2 separate regions of the Anser cygnoides genome follow, and region 1 is linked to region 2. The links are chromatin contacts, called in public Hi-C maps. All regions are on one chromosome and are shown on one strand. Each heading gives the region's core, a stretch centred on a gene start, on an enhancer-like site or on the middle of the called end of the contact. The rest is flanking DNA. Distances are from core to core; before and after follow the strand shown.

Region 1 (4,777 bases), core at 136-2,635, 150 kb before region 2:
CCCCCTTTTTTTTTTAAGGCACATATTTTTGTCCTTTTCCAGGCTTAGATATCCATCTTTCATGAATTCTCAAGTTATAGATAATCTAATTACTTCACCTAATTCTTAAAATATACCAGGTCGTGGTCTATCTGGTCAGGCTGACTTGAGAACATTTTGTCACTCTCTCTCATTCTCTTTTTACCCTGTTTTAGATTGAATTCTTAACCCTTTGTCATGAATGTTAATTATGCTAGTCATGTGCATGCAGCTCACATGCAAAAGAGGTTTTAAATACTCTAAACATTTTTGGATCATCAATTTACATGTCATCGCCTTACACCCTTTCCTCTGAGAGACAGGAAAAACAAGTAGTGTTTTCCTTGCTGTTCCTTATTATTAACGCACCTTAACTTTTGAGGACTTTTGTAATTGTACATGGGTTTTGTGCCTGTTTTTCTGATTGTTTTTTGTACACGTGCTGTTATTTTATATGCTTTAGAATTTGATCTGATTTCCACTTACACGTGCAACTTTGTGAGCTTGAGGTCACTTAAAAGCTTCTGGCTTACCTGAATTCATCTCTCATTACTTTTCCCCTTTGATAGGGATAGCTTGTGCTTCCTGCCACAAGAAATGATTTACATTTTCCTTTCACTTTGTTATTGACTTGAGTGGATAGAAGTTTGCCTGCTTGAAGTCCATGGTTCTCCTGTTTTCCGTATTTTCCTTTCTGAGGACTGTGAACTCTGTAGTTTCATAGACATTGTCTCCAAGTTGCCTTTCATCGTCAGATTCTCAAACAATTACCCTTTACTGGTAAGAACCACATCTAGAAGAGCCTCTTCTCTGTCTGTTTTTTCTACTGCACCAGAAATGGTGACCAGTGCTTTTCCATTTAGAGCTTGCTAATCAATCTGTCCTGACGTTTTCCATTCCTAACAGTCCTTTGGACAGCTAAAATCTCTGACTCTCTAGCCCCGTGCATTGAATAATTTGTCTTACGGCTCACAAAAAAGGCTTCCACAGCAGACATTTTCAGATGAGGTGTTTGGACTAGCAATGGTAGCAGTCATGTTCTTCTGCTGTTTCACTGTTACACAGATCCTTCCTCTGAGTCTGACTTTTTCTCACCTCTGGAATTCAGGACCAGTGCAGAGCTGTATCCTTTAATAGTAAAGAGCCCTATTATGTGAGCTATCATGCTCATAAGCCTATACTTTGCCAACAATTTTTTTTGTTTTGTTTTTGTGGTTGTGGTTTAGGTTTCCCTGGTCCTTGTATTACTTCCCACATTTCCTTATACTTTTTACTTGGCTTGTCACAATCCTTCTACCTCCATGCATTATTTTTTTTAAAGTATTTTAAAATCTGCTTTATGTACTTGAAATGATCACATACATACAGAGTGACATATATAAAATTAAATCTAGGCATGTTACTTTCTGTTCTTTCCTGAAGGTTTTTTTTTTTTTTTAAGGATTTGTATATTTTTGATCAAATGAGCAAAAATAATGTGAAAAAAACAAACAGGGTAATCAGCTTTCGTAATCCAACTTCTATGCCAGTTGTATGTTTCTGTTCTCTGTGGTGGTGGTGTAGTCAAATTGTGTTTTTTTTTTTTTTTTAATTTCTATTGACTTGAGACCAATACACTTTAGACAGCAGCCCTGAAGTCATTTGCAAATACCATTTAAATGGCTTCAACACAGTGGCAGTGATGTTTACCTAGTGTGAGTTTTATTTATTTCTTTTAAAAGAGAACAGCTCTAACACCTATGTGAAGCACCAGCAGACATGTCCTTTCCAGTTCCCTTTAACAGCACTCGATAACATTCCATCGATCCTGACACTTGTAAACAGATGCTTAGATATCCAGCCAGCCGAAACCTCTGACACAGGCCACATCTAGAAATAGCTTGTACAGAAATAATCCCGTAAGTCAGTTGACACAGCCAAGAGGAGGGCCCTGTAGCGTTGAGAGACTTGTGCTCCTTGCATGTGCACTGCGTAGTAAGAATCCCACCTACTTCCACCCCAGTGATCGTGTTCATGACTTCATGTGTACTATTATACACTCACTACACAACATGTTTGCATGCACTTCCTTTCATAAGGAACTGTCACAGAACTGCCATTTCCCATTTTCATAAAATTGTTTACTTTGATAAAGCAGTTTTCAGCTGTTACCCCCACCACAAGACGACGTGAGGAGGCGGCCAGCAGCTGTGTCTCTGTCCCACACCGAGGGCACAGGGTTAAAGTTCTGTTTGTCTCTGCCTTCCCCCGCATATCAATCTATGCCTGGCTAAAGTGTCTGTACAGATGTGCTGCTGGAATATTTCATTTGGGTTCTTGATGCTTAAATTAAAAACATGAAAGAAGCCACTAATATTCCCAAAGGCAGAGAACTTCACAGGAAGTTTGTAATTCTGGAAGCCTATCACATGAGAAAGCGTAGCTTCTGTAATTTGCAGAACACAGGCAGTTTTGTACACCATACAGAAGAAATGGAAAAATCAGCACCAAGGTTTCATAGCTGCCTGAAGGACTGGAACCTCTAACTTCTCTCCATTTATCTGTTGTGGAGAAAGCATGAGTAGCATACAGCTGAGTAAGATGAGTTGGGGCAGGCATGACAAGAATTACAACAGTAAGATTACTGTCTTTTCATATGTGCATATATATCAGTGGTTCCAATAAAATACTGTTGTAGCCGTAAGTCTACTCACATGTTGGGACTGACTCATTTTTTCCCCCAGATGTGCCAATTTTAGTGAAGTTTATAGAGACAACAAGAACAGATATGGAAGGAAAGTTTTGAATAATTGTCAAAAAAGCAAAACAGACACGTTTCCCAACCCATAGAATGAGATACATAGCCTACACACACCCTGACAGATGGGTTACATGAGATGCAAGCACACCATTGACTCTCAACTGCTTAGTCATGTGGAAAAGAGGGAAGGATGCAGTTAAGGTGCAGGGGTCAGTCCACTGTTTCCAGCCACTGCGTCATCCAAACATCTCAAACGTTTTCAAACTCCATATTAAGCAACACAGGGTTGAGTTTTGGGGCATCAGAACTTGCGTTCTCTAGTAGTTACACATGTTCTTCTCATTTCAACCTGAAGACATTCATGGCCTGCAAAAGTCCACTTTTTGTGTATCAAAACTGTCCTTTACCTGAAATTACTCACATTCTCCCTAGTGCTTCCCCCAGGCGTATTAATAGTTACCTTATTGCCTTCTTTTTTTCCCTCAGCTTTCACTTTGTTTTTCACCAAACTGCTTTAGTCCCCTCTCAGGGAAGAGGCTGCTGCAATAGCTGTAGCAGGAGATTTCCCCGTTTGGGCTTTGAACTTCGTTTTTCTAATAATCTAATTGCTGAGCTGACCAAACACTTTGAAACGTCTGAGAATTCTCTGAATTTCTAAGAATGTCATTCAAAATCTGCCCATGTGAACATCAGTTGTCACCTCAGTTTTGCTGCTGAGGACCCAAGCCTAAAACTTTTTTGTTTTTGGAGGGGGGGTGGGTGGGGCGACACACCCCACATGCTTTGCTCCCATATATTGGATTTGGCTGCTGTGGAATCACAAAACCTGAAATCCCAGCCGCCGGATGTCAGCCCCTGGTGTGGTCAGTCTGCTGAAACTTGTGTGTGTGGGGAAAGCACCCACCCGTTCGGGGAGGCTCCCAGCAACTCAGCTCAGTTCTGCTGAAGCATCACGGAGCCTGCAGGTTTCATATCACATGTTCCAGGGTTCAGTGAATTGTTCCTTTTGTCCTCTTAATACTTCTAATCTCTGTACAAAATCCCTTATCTGATCCATCCTTCTGTCAATTTTGGTCCTTTAGAGCAGGCCACAGTCACTGCAGTGCTGGATAGAGCTGGCAGTTGGAGGAAGAGAGGCCACACCACACAGCACACTAAACAGGCCTTGGAGGCCCTGACAGAAGGATGGGGATGTATGTACCACAATTCAATGAGCAGCACTGACAAAGCTGTGTGCAGTCATCAGTTCCATACTCCCTTTTCATCTTGTACTCAATCCCATCCTCTCTGCTTTAACAAAAATATTTTTACCACATTGCTAAACAAAACAGGGAGGGGTGATGAGTTCACTTACTGGGCCCTAAAATCACCCACATCATTTAACACACTCCTTGGCATAGTTTTGGCCTGAGTCAATAAGTCCTAAATAACACCAGTGAGAAACACTTGCTAGAAACTGGTCCCAGTAGACAACGTGGAGCTGACTAAGCCACCAGGGCTGGCTCCTTTCTCTTACGCTGTCCTCCAGCACTATCCCAGCAGCTGAATCCCCAGGTATGCAGCATAGTACATGTCAGGGGTATGCAACAAATGCCCTCGCTTTCTAACTATGAAAACACTGATCTGGCAGACCGAAACTTGAGCCTTCACACAATTTTAACCACCACACAGAAAGAGTCATTATGCTATACAAATGCTGGATGGGGGCCCAGAGGAAGCCCATGACCAAAAGCTATGTCGTGTGGGCATTGCCCGTCTGCAACCAGTTCTGTTTCACTTAGTTGTACAGATATAGCTACGGTCATCTTCCTTCTTGCGCTGTCTTTAATTAACTTCCATAATTTAAAACTCAGAGTGAAAACATTTTTTTTTAAATTATTATACTGTATGCAAACATCTACCAGTTTCCTGCCTCCGTAACTCAAGCAAAAGCTTGCTTTGAGCCAGTGCACTCAGCTTTTAAATGGTGCTTCGTGTAAGGTTCTGACAGTTCTCCCAGATGGTGTCCTCCAGCCACAA
Region 2 (5,262 bases), core at 2,559-5,058:
ACATAGGCATAAAAACCACATCACAAAACTGTAAGGCGTATGAAAGAACAGAGAAACTGTGCTTTTTTTGTGCAGAACAGATCTTACCTGGTGGTTGAATACAATGTCAGAATATTGAATTTTTGATTGTTATTAAACTGAAAACTGACTCCTGATCCAATTCCTACAGGGAAAAAAATTGAGCATATGAGATTACAAATACTTAGTTACTGAATATGACAAAGTGGTAGGCTGGAAATGCCAGTGGTGCTGTACAAAGGATATATCCAAACTTAGGTTGCAAACTTGCTGCTAAGGGTAGCATATGCATTATTTCATGCTGAAATTTTATACACGCTCTAAATTGGTCACACAGACTATTAATTTAATTAAAATAAATAGTATTGAATTAAAATAAGAAAGTATTTCCATGTTTTTTATATTTAGATTAGAACCTAGAAACCTAGGTCAGAGGGGAATTAGATTTGCCACTATCAGCCTAAGCCAGCACAGAAAATGTTCTATATTATTTACAACAAGCTGCATTGAGAAGGATACGAAGTAGAAAAAAGATAACAATTCTAAGAAGTTGTATTTTCACACTTCCTGTAAATATAATGTAACCATTACAACTGTGCTGTGCTTAAATAAAGGACATAAAGTAATATACATTTTTGTCTGGTTTGGATTAAAGTGGATTTTAGGATTTAAAACAGAAGTACAAAGAGCAAAATCTTGATATGGTACTGTACAAATTAAATCATTAAATTTACTGCAGCTACATACAAATTAAATCATTAAATTTACTGCAGCTACAACTTGATCACAATGTTTATTGCATTTATCCTTCTGAATAAATACAAACAGTGATTTTGTTTTTTTACCATTATGCTATTGATTTTCAGGGGGAGTATTAAAAAGCATCATTTTTGTTTTCCATTTCTCCCCAATGTTTTTGTGTTTAAAGATTTATTTCAGATTTAAATGAAAATGAAATACAAAACAATACAAACAACACCACCACCATCATTACCATGAATTCGTCTTTGAGGTAGGCCAGCTACTAGCAGAATTTCTGGGCATGTCATCATCTTTCGCACTAAAGAGTTATCCAGCTCTTCCAAACCCGGCCCAAACATCGCAAAGCGAGGTTCTGCCTGAGTGACCAGTGACTGCAAAAAGGAAGTCACAGCCCCATACCGGGGACGGCTTGATTTCCAGCTTCTTCTACTCTGAGGACAGCTTTTTTTGTATCTGTAAAATAGACACAAACTAGAAATTAAACGCAAAATACAGAATAGGTATTAATCAACGTTTACTCAGGTCGCACGCTTCTCATGCTTTGTTACTGGTACAACTCAAGCACAGGTGAAAAATGCTGAAGTTCAAAACTGATTATTTCAGTCAGCAGGTTAAAGCAGGTAAAACCATTAGTCCTTCCAAATTCCAAACGCTGACTTGTTGGACCTTTAATATACTTCCATGGGATGGAATATTTAGTTTACTTAAAAAAATAAAGTAAAATTAGAAACTCTCCCAGCCTCACTGCACACACAGCATTTGTAGGATAAAATAAAAGCTGCTGCGTTGCAAACGGCGTAAAAAAATAGGAAAATTCTGACTGCACTTCCAACCTTCGTTAAACTGCCTCTGTGTTTACTAATCGTTCACTCCACCTGGAAAGGACCATTTCCCATTTAGGAACAGAGAACACATGATGTGAAAGAAGACAAGCTGTTGTCTGCAACCTTATGCATTCACTTGACGGAGAAGCTGGAAGGCACGAATGACTTTGGTAATCACAGGGAAAGAAGTAACAGTGACGGAAGAGACAGACTTCCTGGAGAAGCAGATTCAATCTTTGCTTCGTTGGACACTGAACTGTGATGCTGGACAAATCACTTCAAGAAAACATTAAATGTGTGCTTCTGTACACTTCACTTAAGATCAGCAACAACGTTAAGTGCTCACAGACACAACGAAAATCAGTGACAGGTCATTTCCAATATGTGATGCTCTGAAGTATTTGGACCTGAAGACATTAAATCCAGTGCTCAAAATCAATGATATTTTGCACTCCAGGTTCAAAGCACCTCTTTTCCAGCTGTAAAATGGGGGTGAAGGGCACAGAGACCACAGGAGTCAGTGCACTTTTTGTGAAGCAAGAATTTCATAAAATCATCTTTGGAAAACGTAACTGCAAATTAGTAACTTTTACTGCAAATTAATTAAAGGCATTGAATGAGATTAAAAAACAACAACAACAACAAAAAAACCACTGCAGAATAATCTGCTTCTCTTAGGGGACTTTTCAATCATCCAAACATATTATGAGTGTTACTGTGCTTTTCAGCTACACTGGTTAAAATTACAGGCTCTGTCTCATGGACACTAACCATCAGAGCTAAAGCAATATCAGTACTTATTCCAAGCACATTCAAAAATAACATTTTATTTTTTACTAGGTTTTCCAGATAAGATATAAAACAAAACTAAGGATCATTCCATTCACTGTATTTTAAACACTTTTTAGTACTTTTATCAAAACAATAAATTATTTTTCATTGCAATGAGAGTGAAGAGAATTTTCATCAGGATGAGTGGTGAGCACAGCTTCACCAGTGCAAGATTTTTGGTGGCACAGTGGGCACAGAGTTTACAAAAAGCTTTGATTATTATTTTTTTAACATCTTACATTCCTGTTGAATTCCAAGGAGAAATACCAGACCAAACGGTCACAGAGCAGGAAATTAAATTTCCAGAGTAAGGGATGGGTTTGAGAACCCACCAAAATTTGAGCAGCGGCTTACAGTTTACCGCTGTAAATACGAACCCTGCCTGTGGGCTGTAAATTGTGCAAGAGAATGCTGAGACACTCACATCGCCATGTAGTCATACAGCGTGTTATCGCTGACTTCTGAGAAGGCTTTATTAAAAATTTCCACATCCGGGAGCGACTTCCAGTCCACGGAGGTCCAGAAGGGGAGATCCCGCAGCAGAAAGTACCTCCAGAGCAGCGGGTCCTGCACGGCCGCCCTCCAGTAGCAGCTCGTGCTCCCCAGGTGGCACAGGTCTTGCGGCGAGAGGAAGGACATGATGTTCAGCTGCACGTCGATCTGAAAGCACCGAGACCGGCGGCTGAACCCCCAGGGGGGCTCGGCGCACGGCAGCCCCGAGGGCAGCGGCGAGGAGGAGGGGAGGGCGGCGGGTCCGAGCTCACCGGCAGCGCCTGCAGGGCGCTCGCTTCCTCAGCCTCCCCTTCCCCGCCCGCGGGGCCCGGCTGCGAGGCGGCCTCGGCCCGCTCCCTCAGCCCCCGCGCCCAGCGCTCCTTCAGGCCCCGCAGGCGGCCGCGCACGGCGGCCTCCAGCCCGCCCCGCTCCGCCGGCCCGCTGCCCGCCGCCATCCCGCCCCGCACGGCGCCGCCGCGGCCCCGGGCGAGGAAGAGGCGGCGCCGCCGCGGCCGCCCCCCGGCCCCGCAGCGCCCGCCCCGCCGCCGCCTGACACCGCGGTGCCGGCCACGCAGGCGGAGCCCCGCCACCCCGCGGCGGCCGGGGGTCAGGCTGACAGCACAGCGAGCTCCTTGCGAAGCGGGGCGCGTTTATTTGGTCCTGAGGTAACACAGCATTTGTTCGGCGCTGCCGGTGTTCCAGCCCTGGCCGCGCAAAGGTCCCTCGCATACAGACACGTACTTTGTCAGCATGCTTTTGCCCAGTTCTCGGAAATCCAGAGGTGCGCTGTGCGGTGATCTGCAGCCCGGCTCGCTGCTAGGCGCCGGGTCTGTCGTCCGAAGGCTTTCCTGCTCCCCCTCTCCACAGAGTTTCAGTCCCCAGTAGCACATTTCTCCGCTGTACATCATCGCCAGCAAGTGAGTGTCACTAAATATACCTGCAGAAATAATTCAGATCAAGCACTTTTTTCTTCTGTTGTGAACAAGTACGCAGCTCGTTAACTACAACCTTTTCTTAGAAAGGCAGCAAAAAAAAAAAAAAGGTACAGGCAACATCAGCCTACTAAAGAGGTACACCAAAGAACAATTTTCTGCCATTGTATGACTGATGATGCGCACAAAAGAAGCTGGACCAAGGTCTTGCTCATTGCTCCACCCATTTTGCCCTTCCATAATATTAAAATCTTTAATACTGGCATATAAATATGTATAAATAAATAATATATATATATATAAAAATATAATATAGATAGATAATAAAAAATATGTTTGCCTATGTTTGTTTATCTTAGACAACTTCAGTATTTCTGTACAATCCATTAAGTGGAGGTATGAGCATGTATTAGAATTGACCACATTAGAATACCTCTGTGCCTCCCACAATTTAAGCCTACTAGAAGATAGCTTTTTGAACATCATCTTAACTCGGGTTAACCAGCAGCAGCTTTTGTATTTGAATAGGAAACACATTAAGTGTCCATGGTCATTCAAAGCAAAGAAATCCTACTGAATGAATGTACAAAATCAGTCACTGAATTTGTTCAATCAATGTGGAGCTGAACTAGAGCAATCCCACTTTTGGATGAAATTAAACGAGGTGCTCTGCTGTCCCCCTGAGCATTTATTGCATAGGACCAAAGTAGAGGTAGTTTTGACAGGGTATAATGTGAACATCCCATTCTCATCACCAGCTGTTTTACTTTGGAAATCCTCTCCTGCTCCATCACCATACCAGCACCACACTGATGTAGTCTCAGATGCTCATGTAATTGCACTATAATAATGCAACTTACATAAAGCTACAGTGGATGAGAGAGAAAGTTTCCCAACTCTAGCCAACTTTGCTTATACTTTCTACATGGGTGAAGTCAACAATTCATCATATCTGTTTTCTTCTAGATCTAAACAGGGAAATCAAAACGGTAACATTTTGTGCCCTCTGTAATCGTGTTTGTGCTTTCAACATTTGTCAACTGACAGCTGTATGGTTATAAACCACAAACACTGTGCACACAGTGTATAAAGCCTCAGTTCATTTTCCTTCAGTGCACTCAAAAATATAGAGAAAATGAACATTACCACCTCAGACGACTGAGAAGAATGACTCAGAAGAAATTATGTGGGATGAGGAGGGAATCAGGAAAGCGTGCCCGCTTTTTATGTCTGTTAGTTTTTGGTTTGTTGTAAAAAGTGATAGTTTTGAATACAAATGAAGTCGAATGACCAAAATACACAATAAAGCATTTTATAAAGTGGAGTAGTTATTGGGGGCATGGGTTGCGCTTTTTTCTTTACCTTCACTGAGTAATCTAGCTGTGTCTTTATCTTGAAGTAAG

The links. A called contact is a pair of places that touch in the nucleus more often than the background predicts.
Region 1: a Hi-C map of liver shows a contact between it and region 2, with 12 times the contacts expected there. The contact joins the enhancer-like site here to the promoter of FBXO4 in region 2. A contact is called at or near these places in 2 of 7 Hi-C or Micro-C datasets (granulosa cells and liver).

The regions. Positions count from the first base shown.
Region 1 is chrZ:68,966,354-68,971,130 of Taihu_goose_T2T_genome, reverse strand. No RefSeq gene overlaps it. Among named protein-coding and RNA genes, the nearest start is that of GHR, 11 kb to the left of the region's middle. Within about 2 kb of position 1,385, at least 2 of the 3 cell types and tissues checked have open chromatin away from gene starts, as enhancers often do. A contact at or near this core is called in liver, where this site is marked.
Region 2 is chrZ:68,817,791-68,823,052 of Taihu_goose_T2T_genome, reverse strand. It overlaps FBXO4 (F-box protein 4), which reads right to left and starts at 3,808. Exons shown (of 7, transcript XM_013181781.3): 1 at 3,669-3,808; 2 at 2,860-3,095; 3 at 1,013-1,233; 4 at 88-163. The coding sequence starts at 3,074. RIMOC1 (RAB7A interacting MON1-CCZ1 complex subunit 1) reads right to left here. Exons shown (of 6, transcript XM_066987600.1): 5 at 5,222-5,262; 6 at 3,557-3,864. The coding sequence ends at 3,578.